Linked DNA regions of Mus musculus: region 1 is linked to region 2. The links are chromatin contacts, called in public Hi-C maps. All regions are on one chromosome and are shown on one strand. The core of a region is the stretch at or near the end of the contact, and the rest is flanking DNA. Distances in the headings are between cores, read along the strand shown.

Region 1 (4,931 bases), core at 1,850-4,349, 34 kb after region 2:
TCAGTAACTCCTCAACAAGTTAGCCTGTTCCAGGCACTTAGCTGCTAAATGCTAACTATAACACATTAATACAAGGAGCCACATCCACACACACAACATAGTCATAAGCAGTGAGGTGTCTGGTTATAAAGACTTCTCATGAGGAAATATTTCCTACCAAGAACGTGGAGGTGAAGAATTCAGTGGCTTCAGAATCACATTTACTCAAAATGCATCTAAGGGATGCTCACACTCAAAAGTCCAACTCTGAAACTACTAAAGCTAACCGAGGTAAACTTAATGTGAGGGTCTGCTTTCACTGACAACACTCAAGAAAAAAACACCAACAGCCCAAGAAGAAAAAGGCCTTAACTTCAGTTTAACTGGGGCATGCTAAGAAGCCTGGGACACACAGTTAGAAACAGCCTGGGGCACATAATGCTTTTGGTAAGGCTTAAAAACAGTTCTACTATAAAAAAAATTAAGTGTCAAAATAACCTGTTCTCTCCTATTAAAGTCCCACCATCTAAATGCCAGGCCATCATGTAAAGAAACTCAACGATATAAAGGATAATGGAGGGAGAGACCACAGTTAGCATTTCTTGTCTTGTCTTGAAAGACCTTTAACAAAAACCAAAGGGCCCCGTTCGATGATAAACTATAGAAAATGGTTAGATAGCTATTTTATACACTGCATACTGAATACAATCCCCTTTACAGTGAATCTTTTAAAAGATGTCCTTAGGGGGCTGGAGAGATGACTCATTGGTTAAGAGCACTGGCTGCTCTTCCAGAGGTCCTGAGTTCAATTCCCAGCAACCACGTGGCGGCTCACAACCATCTGTAATGGCTATACATAAAATAAGTAGTTCTTTAAAAAAAAAAAAAAAAAGACGTCTTTAAAGTCTTCCATGAAAACATCTTTTCTAGTCCTATCTATAGGTAATTGTTACATTTGTAATTACACTTGTAATACAATTACATTAGCTATAATTGATTATATATGTAATTGATGTGAGAGACTTAATGGTACCAAAATACTGCTTGGAGACTTTCATAACACAGTCAAGGACCTGATTCTTCCTATCCTTCTCTAATACCAGATCCAAAAGATTTTTAGCAGTTCCTCTCTGTGGCAAATTTCTCTCCATAATACCTGAATCATCTTCTCTCATTAAATACTGAATTATAAAAGGCAAGTTTTGTTTTCAAAACTTGTCTTGGGCAAATTGAGCAGCTTTTTGTTGTTGTTATTATTATGTAATTATTCACCAGGAAGTCACCATTTAAAAAGGGAACAGGGTGCAGGGCATAGGTGCATGCCTGTAATTGCTAGCACTGCCCAGGAATGATTTTGAGTTAGAGACCAGCCTGGGCAACTAATGAGTCCCTATTGGGGGAGGGGGCACTTGGTCCTGGACTCCCCTATCTTACTCATATACAGGCCTTTAGTGGTGTTCCTAAGAGAACAAACAAAAATAACTGCAGGAGACTCCCATTTCTATACAGAGACATTTAAATACAATGTTTTATGCAAGTACAGAACCTTCTTCACAGTCACCTTCCTCAAAGGTCTGCCACAAAGCATGAGGGTGGCGTGTCCCAGACGCTATTCCTTCACAACTTAGTTACAGGCTAACCAGAGGCAGGCACAACATGGCTGGCATCCTCTATTCTTCTGAAAAATGTGTGCCAGTGAGCCCTGCATTGTTCCTCACTCAAAAAGAAGAGCCTTTCTGTCTGGCCTCTTCCAATGGCAAGCCCCAGTCTGGAAAAGGAAGAAAATGGCACTGAGGAGCCTGGGAGATGGAGCATATCCAAAGCTCTCAGACAAGACTTGAACCTATGACCTTCACTGTGTACACAATAGGCGAGTGAGAGGGACCGGTTTATCTCTGCTGCAACAGTTCTCAGCCCTGGGGTAGCACTCCCGATAAAATGACACGACTATTGTGTGGCAGCAGAACAGTCATCTCTCACAACAGCCTAAACCAGCACTCCCTCCCCCAAGACAAAGCAGCAGGGGTGAAATTAACTCAAGGCTGCAGAGCAAAGCCTAATACAGAAAAGAGAGGCCTGTGGGGGCTTAGGGACTCTCCTCAACCCCTGGGGCTCTGGACACATGGCTGGAAACAGACAGGCTTTCTCCCCCATCTTTCCCACTCTCATTTAGGTAGGAAGCGGTTTCTGAGAGAATTTAATCATCTGTGATTTGTTCAGAAATATTCCCCCTGAAGGGCTCTGCTCTCTCCACCCTGTGTGAGCCTAATTCCTAGAAGCCGAAATGACTGTTTGCCGCTGCCTGTTTCACAAACACACATTAATTGGTCAGATGTGTCTCCTCCTCCTCAGCCCCAGAGGGAGGAAGGAGAATCTGAACCAAGCAGAGAGATGATCCAACCGTAATTACACATAAAGGGAAAAGAGGGCAGCATGGGGTTTCCAAACAGGACAGGGTCTCAAACCCTCCCGGGGATACAGGGACAGCAGTTTAAAGTCCAGGCCTAGGGATCCCTCCATCTTGAAGAAAAGGACAGGAGTAAAATGTGACCTAAGACTGGAAAGGCGCACACACCCACAACCTACTGCCTGCACGCTCCCAGCCACCTTGCTCTCCTTTCCCGGGTCGCGCACACGTCCTGCTTTCAACCCTCCGCTCCCGACGCTCCCCTGAGTCCCTAACGAGCCCCAGTCGCCCCGGGGCTCCCTCGGCAGAGCCTCCGAAAACTCTCTGGCCTGCCCCTACCACCTGGCCAAATCAGAGACTATCCCGGGCACCGCCACCCTCAGCCCGAACCGCCCGGGCCATGCTTTGAACTTCACCTCAGGCCCCCTCCCCCACCCACGCAACGACCCCGCTTTCCCCGCACACACCTTCCCCTCGCTCCGCCCCGGCCCCCCCAACCCCCACTTCCTCCGCCGGGCGCCGCTGCTCCGGCGCCCTCCGCGCCCCTCGGCGCCGGGCCTCCCCCAGAGTCGCCTCCCCCTCCCAGCCCCGGCTCCACACAAAGCTTAGACTCACCGCGCGGCCGGTCCCGGGAGCCGCCACCTCCGCCCGCCCGGGGCCCCGGGCCGCAGAGCCACCACTGCTACGCGTCCCGGGCCGCCATCTGGGCCGCGGCCCCTCCCCCTCCCCGCCCCGGCTCTCCGCCCCTCCCCGCGCCGCTCCGCCCCGCCTGGCCGGGGCCGCTGTGTCCGGGGCTGCGGGTCCCTCAGCTGCCGCCGCCGCCGCCGCCGCCGCCGCCACCGCCGCCGCCGCCGCCGCGATCCGGGACAACCAGGGCAGCCTGGAAGACCTGGACACTGGATTCTCGTGCTCTCGGATCCGGATTCCGTGCGCTATGGAGTCTGGAGCGGGCGAGTGCACGAGGAAACCCGGAACCTGGATGCAGGAGCTAAGTCCTGGGTCTCTAAATGCGCGGTAGCTGCGAGCCCTGAGAAAAGAATGCTGGAAAACCTGGCGGGCGGGTCGAAACTAAGATAAGCTCAGAAGACCGGGCTGGACAGTTTGAACCCAATGCTCTCTCCTCGTGCAGATTCCTGGCTGGATAAGACTTCTCACCGAAAAGTCTCTGGAGAAGCGTTAGCTCTTAAATACAGATGTTTTCTATCGTGGAAAGAGGAAAGATCATGGGATCTGAACATGAACCTTTCTACAAAGAACAGAAGACAAGTGCACAGCTCTTAACTGTCTCATCCATTTTGCCGCTTAGTTCGGCAAACTATTTTAAGTAAAGAATTTAGGGTGGGGGTTGGGGGGGACAGGACACGTGTCGTGGCGCACGTTTGCAGGTCAGCCGACAATTTGCAGGAGTCGTTCCCTCCACCATTTGGTTTTAGGGATCAAACTTAGATCCTTAGGCTTAGCAGCGCGCATCTTTACCCACTGAGCCATCTCACTGGCCCTCAAACTCCTTTTTTATTCAATGTCTTCAGTTTTTCTTTGATTATCGTTTGTTTTCCTCTAGAGTACCTGTGTCCCTTTCCACCTCAACATCCAGTATCACTAAATCTTACTGCTTTTTAACCTTGAGCCCGTTTCTGCACTCCATCTCACCATTCTGTCACTATAGATTGTGACTTTTAAATCTGTTACCTATCTTAAGGTTGCCCAGCACACCATCTACACAGCAGACATTCTGTTCTTGTGAAATTGAGCCCTCCCACCAGTTGCTTACGAAACTGCTTCATGACCTAAGACTTCCACCTCCTACCATAGCAAACCAATGTTTATCCAATTCTCAAGAACCCCCATCATGCCCTTCCTGTGTCTGAGACCATTTTATTCAGCTATGCAGTTACCTTTATTCTCTTATCCTAAGGGCACTCTTCACTGGTGCCATTCACAGTAGCATGTGACTTAGAGATCGAGTGAGTCATAACTTTGCTATCTTCACAGAAAGAAAAGGAGGGTGGGAGAGCTGACAGCTTAAAGATGAACGCTAAGCCCAAGCCCATCTAGTCTAGGAAAAAGTAATTCCCTCTTGGTCCATAGATAGTTTTATTGGATAGTAAAGGGACAGAACTGATGACTCAGAGTGGCGGCCAACTTACCAATCTATACTCTATATTACAAAATGAGGGCTTAAACAGAAAGGAAAAACAGGGTTTAGTGTTCCATATCTCTGTGATTTAATGAAGGGTTAAACATTGTAGCACTAGACTAAAACAGTTAGGGGACAAGGAAACAGTTCTACTTAGCTTTTAATCACAGTTAGCTGACTCTGACTAAAGACAAGGATCTAATGTATAAGACAGTAAGAGAATCTCAAGTTTTGACTTCTTGTATCTCGAGAGCAAGAATTGGCAAACTAGTAGCCCAAAGAACAAATCAGATTCACTACCACGTTTTGGTAAATCCTGTAAGTTAAAAACTAATTTTTACATTTTAACAATATTTAAATAAAAGAAGATATTTTACAACACAAAAGTTATAAGAATCTGGTGTGGTG
Region 2 (4,667 bases), core at 701-3,200:
CTCGGCTGACAGAAATCCCTCAGTAGCAGTGCCAGACACTTAGTTTGATAGAGAAAGTCCTGGGGTAGGGATTTTGAATATTCAACCCCTGATTAGCTAGTGCTCAACATGGGACAATTCGAACCAATATCACAGACTCCTCTTCTATTTGGAAAAGTGGTGGGTGGGGGCTGGAGAGATGGCTCAGCGGTTAGAGCATTGTTGCTGAGTACCCAATTTCAGTTCCCAGAACCCACACTGCAGCTAAGAACTATCTGCAACTTCAGTTTCAGAGACTCCAACGCCTCTTCTGGCCCCTGAATACATGTACATAGACACATATCAGGCAAAACACCCATTTACATAAAATAAAAATAAATAAACGTTGCGGAAGAAAAGAAAAGGCAGCGTGGAATACAGTGCTTTAATCAAGATAGCTTCCAAATTTTTAGTTTCCCGTCTTCATGCTAGCTTCCAGCTTGATTACATCACACACGTTTTTTGCTTTTTGGGTTCTGTTGATTGTCCCTACAAAAAGTAACATTCCAAACTAGTTATCTCAGAGGCAAGCCCATATTTCAGGGGTTTCAAAGACTCTGCTTGCAAACTAAATTACAACACTAATCAACACTCTGAGAGCAGCTATTGTATGCAACACCCTGGGGTTCCAAGTTCTTAAAAGCTGATGCTTCCTGAAAAACTGCTAACCTTTTCCTTCTTATCTTCCTCTCCCTACCTCTCTGCTCTGCCATCAGATCAAGCCTGTGCATTCCCACCAGCCACCATTCCCAGACCCTTGCCTTTCTTTCACTTTGCCTGTCCCTCTTTCCATTCCAGAAATGCTTGTTCCTTGCAAAGTGTGCTTGTCTCCTAGCAACTTCCAAACATTTACTTAAATATTTTATTAACCAAAGACAATATGGTAAAGCATCTCTGAGCAACTGTATCCAACTGAGGTTCTAGAGTACAAGGTAAGGAGTGTTAAAAAGCAGACTCAGCCAGGTAGGTGCTGTATGCTAGTCATTCCACCAATACAGAGGCAGAGGCAGAAGCAGAGGCAGGAATACATCTCAAGTTCAAGAATAGCCTGGTCTAGCCATGTAGGTGTACTCCTTTAGACCCAGCACTCTGAGTTTAAGACCAACTTGATTTACAAAGAGAGTTCCAGGACAGCCAGGGCAACACACAGAAACCCTCCCTGTCTTGGAAAAGAAAACAAAGCCAACCAACCAAATAAAAAATAATAAACTTGGCCTATATAGTAAGTTCTAGGCAATCCAGGATTGTAAAACTGGATATGTATTGGGGGAAAAAAATCACAACAATAAACAAATAAATAAATAAAATTGTGCTTATGGTAACATTGAACTGCACAACAAGTTGTATGACTCTCAATACTTCCCAGAAATTAGTTTTCCCAAAATATGAAGCACCTTTTTTCCTCCCCTTTTATTTCTTATTTGACTGCTCCATTTGTAGTCTACCAGGGAGGCAAAGCTTATGTCAAAGTTACAATAAGGGGCAAAGCTCCCTAGCACCAAGATGGAACAGCTAAAAGTATAGTGTCTTTCAGGCCACCCAAACAATCTATGCACCTACACAAGAGAAAATAGACTCCTTAGAATAAGTCATGGACACTGAGACTTAAATCTAATATGTACTTAAACAGTCGTAATCCATTCACCACAGACTACAACTGAATTTAGAAGATTCTAACACAAGTATTCTAAAAGATGAGAAATGAAGAACACCCTCGGAGGTACCCTTCCACACAGAACAACGATTGTGAACATGGATACATGGCAAGGACCTCCTGAAGCAGATGTAGGGAACAGTCTAATGAACCTGGAACAGTAGCAAGAACTCCTGGTACTCCAGGCCTCTTTAAAACAGCATTACCCATCTGCACCCCAGAGAAAATGGCAAATCACAGCCAGCACAGGATGAACCATGCCAATTACCAGCTGGAACTCGACTCTACCGAGGTGGACTACAGCATCTGCCACCCAAACACAGGCAGCCTCTCTGGCAGCTGCCACTGGCAAAAGGGAATCAACCATTGTGTTATATAATGGGAAAAAAAATCACAGCCCTGCTACCGAAAACACCCAGATGTTGCTAAAAGCTACAGATGTGCCAGAGGCAAAGACCAAAATACCTATAGCAAAGAAAACACAAGCTACTACCTACCAAAATCCAGGCAATAAGAGAGCACCACCACCCATATATATATATATATCTCCAGTCTTTATTTATTAACACTTATATTTGGAAATAGGTATTCCCTGCTGCAACTGATGTAATTACAGAGAAATCAATTTATGCCGCATCTGCTGTGATCAGCTGAATGCACAGGGCGAGCAGAGCAAAGCAGAAAATCAAGAGCCAAAGAACAGCTCACCACCAGACCAGCTGCTTTGTAGGAAAATGTAGGCTGCTCAAGTCTGTGGCAGCCTGATCTGACCCTAGACTGGAAACTATTCTACTGTAGTTCTACAAGCTTTATTTCCTGAAGCATCAGCTAAGATCGCTTTCCCCAGGGAGGGAAGCAGTCCTACTGCCTCCTGGGGTTGCAGGCACCTATGCTTCCACATCAAGCAGAAAGGGAGGTATTTGGCAGCAATAAAACCACCAAGAGACTTTTGATTTCTGATGGTTGCAGGAGATAACTGGCAGAGAGCAATACTTTCAGGGGCCAAAGAATATTCTAGGCCAAACTTTCAAAGCTACCACAGTAACCCACAATGCCTGATTAAGTGCTGCCTAGTATAGTCAGTACCTCCTGTCCCTTGTTTTCTAGACTGGTATCTTTATCACTTTGTTTTTGGTAGCCACCAATAGAATCCTTAGCAGATACACCATGACAATGAACTCTTTGTCCTGCCATAGACTCAGCAGTACCATTTACCCCACTAAGAACATCATTCAGGTTGAACATGTAACCAAAGCCTTTTACATTTATCAACCATCATGATCCTGATGAGGAGATTTCAGCCAAGCAGGAAATCACATGAAGATTTAATGTCAGCATCTAGCAACAAGTGTCTTGACATGTGACAATAATAAGGTGTGAGAAAATTCACTCTACCAAGTAGCTGATCCCCAAACAGAAATTGTATTCCAAGAGGTCTGTGCCTGCTGCAAATGAGTCTGTAGGGAATTCTCTAATTTGGAACAAAATCACATTATCATTACCAGCTGCTCTGACCTTGTAATTGGTCATTACCCACAAACTAACGAGCCTCCCACAGAGTGCACACAGCATTTGGCGGTTAGTCCGGGGCAGTTCTGATGGGCAGTGGGCAGCCAGATCTGGCCACCGCTTACCTTTTCAGACTTGACTTTCTTTAGTGGCCGGCACTCATTCTCCCCTTCCTCTGGCTCCGGCTTAGTTCCCAAAGGATTGAGCGCTGCCCCAGGTTCAATAGCTATACTCCCAAGCGGCTCCACGGTTCCTGTGTCCATCCCTGCACTTCCATCATACTGACTACCCCGTCCTCCCAAGGGAACTGGCTGGAGGACCCCAGGATCCTTTTCCGAACAAGTCCCCACGCCTTCACTTCTCTCCTTCTTGCCCTTAGATGAGCTGTTCTCCTTTTCCTTTTTGGAGCCAGCTACACTGCGTGACGCCTTAGCAGCCTTCTCTGAGCCCTTGGGAGCAACAGCAGCAACCAGGCCTCCCGCACTGGCACCATCTCCTGCGCGACCCTGCACCTCTTTCTTGCTGGCTGCTCCCTCACTTGGAGAGAACAAGGAAGTCCCTGGAGTGGGCTTGCTAGCGTCTTTGCCACTCTTACTCCTTTTGGATTTTGATTTGCCTTCCTTCCCTTGAGGACCTGGCACTGGGGTGACAAACTTGATGTTGTCTGGTAGTGTGGCCACAGCATTGGGGGCTGGTATCCCCACCTCCTTGGAGCCTGACATTTCCAGTTTCTGCTGGTCCTTTTCCAGATCGGCGTCCAGGTCGATGATGAGGTTCCCTACTCCAATGTCCCATTCATCCCCACTGTCGTATGTCTCAACCGGGTTTGCATCCACTCCTTTCCCTCCGCAGGCTCCACTGCTCAAGGACATCTTAGAGTCAACGTCCCACCTCAAGGTTCAAGGCTCTTCCTTGCCCCCAGCTTTCCTATTTTCAGCTTCAGCTACGTTCTCAGACCTGCCTCCTTGGTCAGAACATGTCCAGTGGACAACATCATTGCTGGAAAAAGAAAATGTTAAAAAGCTGTTAAAGAAAACAATACAGGCAAGGAGATAGCCTGAAATAAACTCCTAATACAAGCTGGACCCTTCCTGTGTGGCTATCATGCCTCAGTGGGCAAGACAAGTTCAATGATATCTCCAACCATGTCACACTGGACCTCGAGAAGGTAATTCCCATTCCACCTCCTCAGGGAAGAATACAGAATTTCTAGTTGCCCAAGAGTCTGTGGTGAGTGTTAACTAGTAGTCTTCTACAATTAGTTGCCCCTTCCTGAAAGGCTTAACTTCTCCTACCACTGCCAGCTGGTACTCCTGTCTGAATCAGTACAGGCCGCAGCACATTACAGATGGAAGGTGCAACTCTGCTCACACCCCCTTTACTGTTAGCTGCTTGAATTATCAGTGACTCAGAACATGATCTAGCAAAAGCCTTAACAGCTCTCTAATAACAGGGCCAACCCCTACTAAAAATAGTGTACAGATTC

Evidence for each region. A called contact is a pair of places that touch in the nucleus more often than the background predicts.
Region 1: a Hi-C map of forebrain shows a contact between it and region 2, with 2.2 times the contacts expected there. The contact joins the promoter of Zfp609 here to the enhancer-like site in region 2. A contact is called at or near these places in 8 of 39 promoter capture datasets (the 3T3-L1 cell line, 3T3-L1-derived adipocytes, the HPC-7 cell line and 4 more), 2 of 15 datasets of contacts at CTCF or cohesin (CD8 T cells and pro-B cells), 20 of 484 Hi-C or Micro-C datasets (3T3-L1-derived adipocytes, the G1E-ER4 cell line, brain and 11 more), 18 of 115 datasets of contacts at active chromatin or transcription factors (the 230-238 cell line, CD8 T cells, the HPC-7 cell line and 12 more) and 2 of 9 other capture datasets (adipose tissue and pancreatic islet).

What each region holds. Positions count from the first base shown.
Region 1 is chr9:65,824,465-65,829,395 of GRCm38.p6, forward strand. It overlaps Zfp609 (zinc finger protein 609), which reads right to left and starts at 3,100. Exons shown (of 10, transcript NM_172536.3): 1 at 3,002-3,100. Trip4 (thyroid hormone receptor interactor 4) reads right to left here. Exons shown (of 14, transcript NM_001357872.1): 14 at 4,463-4,931.
Region 2 is chr9:65,791,316-65,795,982 of GRCm38.p6, forward strand. Zfp609 (zinc finger protein 609) reads right to left here. Exons shown (of 10, transcript NM_172536.3): 2 at 3,307-4,180. The coding sequence starts at 4,053. Among named protein-coding and RNA genes, the nearest start is that of Zfp609, 34 kb to the right of the region's middle. Within about 2 kb of position 1,951, at least 43 of the 459 cell types and tissues checked have an H3K27ac peak or open chromatin away from gene starts, as enhancers often do. A contact at or near this core is called in cerebellar granule neurons, forebrain, hippocampal neurons and 3 more, where this site is marked.